2 separate regions of the Anas platyrhynchos genome follow, and region 2 is linked to region 1. The links are chromatin contacts, called in public Hi-C maps. All regions are on one chromosome and are shown on one strand. Each heading gives the region's core, a stretch centred on a gene start, on an enhancer-like site or on the middle of the called end of the contact. The rest is flanking DNA. Distances are from core to core; before and after follow the strand shown. Region 1 overlaps CACNA1H (calcium voltage-gated channel subunit alpha1 H). Region 2 holds the start of TEKT4 (tektin 4).

Evidence for each region. Hi-C and Micro-C count contacts between places; a contact is called where the count stands out from the background.
Region 2: a Hi-C map of small yellow follicle shows a contact between it and region 1, with 2.4 times the contacts expected there. The contact joins the promoter of TEKT4 here to the enhancer-like site in region 1. A contact is called at or near these places in 3 of 8 Hi-C or Micro-C datasets (liver, small yellow follicle and subcutaneous adipose tissue).

Annotation. Positions count from the first base shown.
Region 1 is chr15:17,616,209-17,620,212 of IASCAAS_PekinDuck_T2T, reverse strand. CACNA1H (calcium voltage-gated channel subunit alpha1 H) reads left to right here. Exons shown (of 35, transcript XM_038186946.2): 9 at 1-657. Among named protein-coding and RNA genes, the nearest start is that of B9D1, 89 kb to the right of the region's middle. Within about 2 kb of position 2,507, at least 3 of the 8 cell types and tissues checked have an H3K27ac peak or open chromatin away from gene starts, as enhancers often do.
Region 2 is chr15:17,867,544-17,871,412 of IASCAAS_PekinDuck_T2T, reverse strand. TEKT4 (tektin 4) reads right to left here and starts at 1,270. Exons shown (of 6, transcript XM_027469239.3): 1 at 77-1,270. The coding sequence starts at 832.

The sequences.
Region 1 (4,004 bases), core at 1,258-3,757:
CCAGCTTCTCGGAGCCAGGTAGCTGCTACGAGGAGCTGCTCAAGTACATCTGCCACATCTTCAGGAAGGTGAAACGGCGGACGATACGCCTGTACAATAACTGGCAGAGCAAGCGCAGGAAAAAAGTGAACCCAAACAGCACCACGAATGGGCAGAGCCGCCGAGGCAAAAAGCGCATCACCTCCATCCACCACCTCATCCACCACCACCACCACCACCACCACCACCACTACCACATCAGCAACGGGAGCCCTCGGGGGCCGCGCTCCAACCCTGAGATTTGTGACTTGGAACTCAAGGTCATGAAACCTGGAGGCAAACTGATGCTTCCTTCCTCATCACCCAACTTGCAGAGCCCCGCACCTCCTCCAGATTCAGAGTCTGTGCACAGCATTTACCACGCAGACTGTCACGTTGAAGGACCACAGGTGAACTGTAAGTCTTCCAATGCCCCTGCAAGCATTAAACTGACTGCCGGACTCTCCAACCATGGCAGCAACTATCCTACCATCCTGCCTTCTCCAACGAGCAAAGGCAGTTCTGTGCCGGTTCCCAAAGGAAAGAAGAACGGCAACTCACCTGTGGCGGTGGTTAACAGCCCTGTAAATTTGGGCACGGATTCTTATGGGAAGCTGCAGCAACTGGTAGGAGAGCATGGTAAGGACAAACGAGCAGATATTTTTGCTTAGGAGAACTGGGCATAGGGCAAATAGCTCAAGAGTTAAGGGGTTAATGATAGCCAAGAAGGGTGCTGAAGATGGCAGCTGTTTTGTGAATGATGTTTGAGCTAAGCACAGAAGACAAAAGTAGGACGGGTTGAGGGACTGAGAGCTCTGCTCCTTCTAGCCTTGTATTTGCAGTCATTGAGTAAAGCAAGATGCAGGATGAGTGCCTTTAGGCCACTGCTGAAGGCTCCTTTCCCATTAGATGCTTCCCCTCTCCTCTTTCACCATGTGCAGAAGAAATGTAGAATTGAGTGTTACTGCAGATTTGGATCTCCCTTCAGTCTGACTGAATGAAAAACATGTGAGGGACTCGTGTTCCTCTGTCCCATTCTTATCTGTACAGACTGCAGCCACATCAGCATTGCTAGTTAGTGCAGTTTTATCTCTGTTCTCATATAAATCATCCAGTGCTGGTGTAGTGATTACATGCAACACTTAGGTTTCTATTTTGCAAATTTTTTCCAGTCCTCATGGCTGGAGCTAACACCTAAAAAATAGTTTTAAGCCCTCAAACAGTAAAAAGTCAAAAAGATCAAGCTTCTATTTTTTTTTTTAATCTCTTTAAGCCAAACTCATAATCTGTTTTTATCAATGCCTGTGTTTTCCAAAACTGTTTATCTGTGTGTGCATGGACACAAATATTTATCCTAGTGATGCATGTGCTGAAAAAATACCAAGCCTAGCTTGAGGGAGGTCACAGTAAAGGTTGCTTGCCAAAGAGGTTGGGTGGCTTGTCTTTGTTAATATTTTTTTTTAAGTGACCATACAAAAGGGTAAAGTGGATTGTTTATAGAGAAATTGCCTTCGGCAGACATTTCTGTACTTTTGGAAGCTTAGCAGGAGGGCAGGAGGGGCAAGGTTAGTTGCAATGTTCTTCCGTTGTTAAGCAAGGGCTTTATATGAATCACTGTTACATCTTTAACTATGCAAGTTAATGAAGGTTATTATGAGACTGTGTATTTACCTTGAGATAAAAGCCCAGGCTCCACAGAAGTCTGGAACTGGGAAACCAAGGACGAGCAGAAAAGCTGTTGCTTGGAAGGCAGCGCTCAAGTCAGAGGTTTGGTTCTCCGTGCTCACAGGGGGATCTGCTGTTGGGGCACATCCCAACAAAGGAAGCCCCAGATCTCAATCACACCTGCAACACCCCAGGGCCACTCCAGTGACTTTGGAGATTTTCACGTGGTCTCTGGTGGTTCTTCAGAAGCTTGAGGTTAGATGGAGTTGCTGTTAATAATTCAATTATAGTATCCTCTTTTCACAGAGGCATTTTAGCCCAGAGGATAACAAAATGTTTTAAACAAATCTCCTGAAACTGTTTTTGTCTCTCTCAGAAATGTGGTTTTATCTAGAGGAAGTAGGTGGACGCAGCAGCTCTTTGCTGGTGAGCAGCAGCTTTATGTGGCACCCTGAGAAGCACAGGGGCTAGGATGGGAAGTAAGTTGGCCAAATCCATCTGGAGATCCCGTCTCATAATGTGTCCATGCCCAGCCTTTCCCTTCCACCCTGTGCCAGACAGGGAAGGTAGGGTGGGCTCACAAGCTCCCCCCAGCCCTCCTGTGCCCCTTTGGGCAAACAAAGGGCCGTTTCGCTTAATTCTCTCTCCACTCTTACCAGTCAACAAGCAGAGTCTGTTCACTGCAAGATTTGTGCAAGGGGAGCACACAAGTGATAATTGAGAGCATTAAGCAGGCATTAGCAGCCAGGGCACTCTCAGGCCCAGCTGGAAGCAAGGTTGGTGTCCGCTGGGAAAGATGCAATTGTGGGAGAGAGTATTCTCTTCCCTTCTTTTGTTGTGGAATTGAACAGCACAAAGTACAGCCTGTTCCTCCGCATTCTCGTGCCCTGCAATGCTGTGAGGTTATTTTAGCAGGCAGCCAAGGAGACTCTGGTATTTTGAAGACATCTGCGGCGCCAGTGTTTTTCATATAATTTTTAACACTTTGATAGCATTCAGGACATCTGGCAAGCCCACTGCCTCTGCCATCTGCACTATTGGGTCCATGTTCCAGTGTTTCCTCATCTGACTGGTCCCAAGCAGAAACACCAAGCTGGTGTGCAACGCTGACCACTGCTGCTTGCAGGTTGAGTAAGGGGGCAAATATTTTTCCTGGTATCTTTGATGTAAAGACCAAAAGGAGGACAGTTCTCTCCTGCGAGACTGTTTTGAAAGCCAGTGATATCTCAGTGACATTCAAGCAAGTAAAATATATTTTGTCTCCTGTCAGAACCCAGCTTTCAATCTAACAAGGTGCTTTATTTGTTTGCTGCTGCCTTCTCTTTAAAGATGTCCTCGAGTGTCAGCCAGGAATGGCTGAAATCAGCAGTGTTACTGCTGGGTGAGCTCCAAGCTCCTGGGCCCAGAGCCAGGAGCATCCACTGCCTTTGTGCCTGGTCCCCCCCAAAATGTGTCTGTATCTCCATCCAACCTCCAGGCAGGGGCATGTACCAGGGGAAAAGTGTCACCTACACCTTATTTTCCATCAAGGAAGATGTTCATTAATGGTTTGATGGCATTTTGTTGGAAGGATCACATTCAAGTGGTATTTATTACATTCCTGTTTTGTTTCTTGTGTGTTTTTTTGTTTTTGTTTTTGTTTTTTCCCTGTCATTAGTATCTGGTTCCTAAATATCATGAAATCAGGAATTTCATTCCTGAATATGAGGAAACAAAATCTGGTTCCGTTTCCACCTGACTCATCCTCATTACGCTTGGCCACATCGTCTGTGTGCCCTGGCTCTGTGACGGCAGCCAGCGTTTCTCCTCACACCACAAACCATGTGGTAATGTGTTTGTTTGATTTTAAAATACCTTGCACACTCAGTCATGTGCCTCAAGCAACGAATACACCTGAGCTTTATTAAAGGCTGAAGGAGGGATGAAGGAGACTAAAGGGACTACGTGACCCTCCGAGCTGTGATCCGTGGTCTGTAGCCACCTTTGGTCCATTTCTCTCTCCCACCTCATTACTATCTAAATGGAAGCTCTACCTAAATCGTGTGTAACAGCTTGATAGTGCTCAGATCACCACTAATGACATTAGCCTGGTCAGATATAATCAAAAATAATTGGAAGTGAGAGGTGTGCCAGTCAGTCCTCCCTGAGCAGCAGAGCACAAAATGGCCCCCATGCTGTGCGGAGACGGGTCCCTCAGCCCCACAACCATGGAGGGGGCTAGAGGGTAGGTGTCAGGGCTTGGGCAGAGCGGAACAGAAGGGAAAATTGAGGCAAAATGAGAATTGCTTGGTTAGATAGAGTGCTAGAAGGCTGTATTAGGT
Region 2 (3,869 bases), core at 21-2,520, 250 kb before region 1:
AGCTCAGCATTTTGGAGATGGGGTAGCACTCTGCGAGGGCTGCCAACAGCCCTGCCCATCCTACCGCCCTGCTCACCTTCAGCAGCTCCCTCTCCACCTCATCACAGACCAGGTCCGGGGGCTGCCTGCGCTCCCGACACTGCAGGTTATCGGTGGCGATGCTGTAGGGCACCTCGGTGGCGTCGAGCGCCCTTTCCAGCCGCAGCTTCTGGGCTGCCAACAGCCCGGTCTCCGCATCCAGGTCCTCGATCTCCTTCTGGAGCTCACTCTTCCAGAAGTGAATGTCCTGCAGCCGCTGGCCCAGGGCGGCTGTGGAATCCTGCTGGGCGCGCTGAGCAGCGGCAGCGGTGCGCTCGCACAGCTCCTTGGCCTCATCCCGGTTGCGCTCGGCCTCCTGGCAGCTGGCGAAGGCCCGGTGGTACTGGCAGTAGTTGCTCTGGTGCCACTCGGGGGGCAGGTATTTGGCGCTGCGGAAGCCGGCCGTGGCCAGGCCGCTGGAGGAGTCGGGCCCGGTTTTCAGCGCCGCCTCGTACACCTTGGGGGGCAGCGCGGAGATGGGCACCGGCGGCGGCGGGGGCTCGGCGGTCAGCAGGGGCCGGGCGGGCGCCTCGGGCCCTGCCATGGCTGCGCTAGGCCTCGCCGCGTCCTGCCGTCGCCTAGGCAACGGCAGCAGCCAATCAGCAGCCGCAACCTTCCCCGAGGAGCAGGGAAAGCGGCAACGGCAGCCACCAATCAGAGCGCCGGAGCGCCCCGAGGTGGGGTCGCTGTTGCCGTGGCAACGGGGAGAGCCAATGGGGAGGGAGCGCGGGCTGTGGCGGGTTGGCGGTGTCATGGCGGCGCCGTGGTGGTGTCATGGCGGTTTCTGTCATGGCGGTTCCGGGCGGGTTTCCCTCGCGCTGTAACCGTTGTGACTCCCCCGTGCGAGTGCGCGGGTGGGAATAAAGGAATAAAGAGATAATTCTTACTGCGTTTTGCCTCTTCCTTGTGCTCAGCGTCTTCCCTTTCCCCCCCGCCATCGCACTTGCCCTTCATTGTCTGGGAACGGGGAGGATCCTGACAGGGTTCGTCCCGAATGTCGCCCCCCCGGCCCCTGCGTGTGCCTGTGGCAGCCGGCTGGGGCCGCGACCCCTTTGTTGGCCCCTGGGGGACACCGACAGCGTGGGCTGGGCTTTGTGGTTATTTTTTGGGGGTTGCCAGTGCTGGGCTGGAAGGCGAGGCCTGGAGCGCAGCGGTGGGTGCTGCAAGCACGGGGACAACAGAGGGCACTGTCGTCCTTGCGCTGCGGCAGTCTCTCTTCAAAGTCCTTTTTAAGTAGAAAATAGGAAGAAGAAGCCACGTGCTCTGCCGCCCGCCCGGTAACATGCAGGCTAAGGGGCTCCTTATGTGCCGAGGGGAATAGTGTCCTGGTGTGCACCCTGTCTGCTGGGAGGTGCCACCCAAATTGCTGCTTAAAATCCTTTGGTTTAGATCAGTTCGCTCTAAACCCACAGAAAGTCAATGGTCCTACAGGGCTTTGCACTCCTTAGAGAGATCAAGAGGTTGCTGCTGACAGAGCACTTGCATTCGAAAGATGCACTGTGCCGCGGCTGGCAGCACGGCCCCAGCAAAACTTCCCTTCCACAGGGGCAATGTTGAAAAAGGGAGGCTGAATCCCAGCAGAGACGAGAAATCCTGCCTCTTCCCTTTTGCAAACATTGTGACATAACTGGCCCTTTAATTGAACAGCACCACTGGATGAGCTCTTTGCACTGTTGAAGTCACTGTGCCCTTTGCTTTCCCTTTGGACTTACTTCTGTTTCTCTCTCTTTTTTTCAAGCGTCTTTCCTCTAACTGTCCCATCTGTTCCTTTCCTTAAGTTGCCCTCAGCCTGCATCTTTCCTCTGCTGGTAGCCTTCTCAGCATGGTGATCTATGCAAATGTTGCATTTTTAAAGTACAGTAAGTCTACAGGAGAAGCCCTGCTGAGATACTGAAAGTTCTTGGTATGGAAAATACATTTTTGAAAATAAGCAGCAAAGATTTGTTATTAAATAGCATTTTCTCTTGGGCGGTTCCAAAGAGCCCTTATTAGTGGCATCTTATCACAGCCCAGTCAGTATCACCCAGGCAGTTTTGCAGAAAGGTCCTTTAGGGCCATGATGGGATGTGTCTGAGGTTGCAAACATAGCAGCAGGCTGGGCTGAGTCGCTGGTCCTAAATGTGACTAATAAATTATAGTCTTCTCCAAGAGGGAAACACTGCACGAAAAATTTGTAAATTCTTCCTGAACCAATGCAAGTGTTACTTCAATGAGCAGCTTTATGGGTGTTATCCCAACTGGACATTGCTTCCAAGGAACAGATTTTGGAGAGTTTTGTCATCAGGCTGTTTTTTGTTTTGTTTTGCTTTGTTTTTGTCAGTCCAAGTCTGCTTTCAAGTGTTAACAGATGCATCTTGTCTTAACAGGCTGTAAATCACATTGCTGCAAGAAATAAAAGCAAAACCTATTGGCACCTGGCAGATTCAGGAGTTCCCTTCATTATCCAGGGCAGACCCAGGGACCCTGTGTTTCAAAGCTCTTCCAACAGCCAAGTGATTTAGTATGCCACTGTACCACATAAATTATTAACAGCCATCCAAGATGTTTCCAGAGTACACAATGACAAAACATACTGGAAGAACAGAACACAAATGTTTTCCAGCTCAAATCTTTTGACATGCAATAGATTAAGATTTCTCTTGGCTGGAATCCTTTTTACAGAAACTAGTTCCCCTTCCCATATCAAATGCTCCTGTTTATGTCAGGTGCCTATGGGTTTTTTCATTGCTGCTGTTTCTTTTCCCTGTCTTCTGTTTGATTTTTGATTTTTTAAATTAGCATAAATGGAGAACAGATCTTGTGCTTGGAGAAGGGAAAGGTTTCCTCTCACATGCCGGTAGCAGAAAGGACCATTTCTTCTCCACAGCAAAGAAGTACTTGAAGTATATTTTCTTGGAAGAAGGAGCTTTGTTCTCATGTCTAATGTAGGGAAATCTCGCTAACGTGGAGTGTACATCCCAAACCTTTAGGTTGCCAGGTATAAAGAGGTCTACTGCAAATAAGCTACAGACTGTTCACGTGGCATAATCATAATTTGCTGGGAGATGTGGAACCAAAACCTGAGTTGCTGCAAAGCCGTGTGTGCTGCTTTTGGGTTGCAGAGCCTTCATTTGGAGGCTTTGGGGAGGCAGCAGAGGCACTGTGCTGCCTGCGAGTGCATCCTTTGTCTTGGGGATGGACTCTGTTCACAGCACCCAGGCCAACTGCATGCACCAGCTGAGTCAGTGCCTTGCTCCATGGGGGAGTTGTGGATCCCCTCCCAGCTCTGTCCCAATTTCCATGGAGAGAAAACCTGGATGTGCAGGCAGGCAAGGAGATGTGGTGCCTCTGCATCAAAAGCAGTTCCGTCACTTTTGTATCTCTGTTGTGAAGTGCCAGAAGACGTTTCCTCCCTCTCAGCTAATGTAATCGGGTGGGCAAAGAGAGCTGAGCTGCTTCCCTGGGAGGATGGACAGACTGGTCGGCTTTGAAGCACTCAGTACTAACAAATAACCAGCCATGCACAAAGGCAAGCAATGAGCCACACAGCCAGGATATACCGTCTAGCATTTAACTGTAATTCAGCATTTTGCAATGAGGGGAAAAAAAAAAAAAAAAAAAAAAAGCATAGTTGAAGTGGACTGGTAGTACATTAACGTTTATATGGGACATTAGAGGGGCATTGGCCTGAGCTGCCCAGGCCAGACTTGCTTTAAAAATTGGCCTCCCTTTTTTTGTTCACAAGGGACAGTCTCATGTTGAATTGTCTGCAGAGCAACCAGGGGTTGCTTTCACTGCCTGTTGGATCCCAG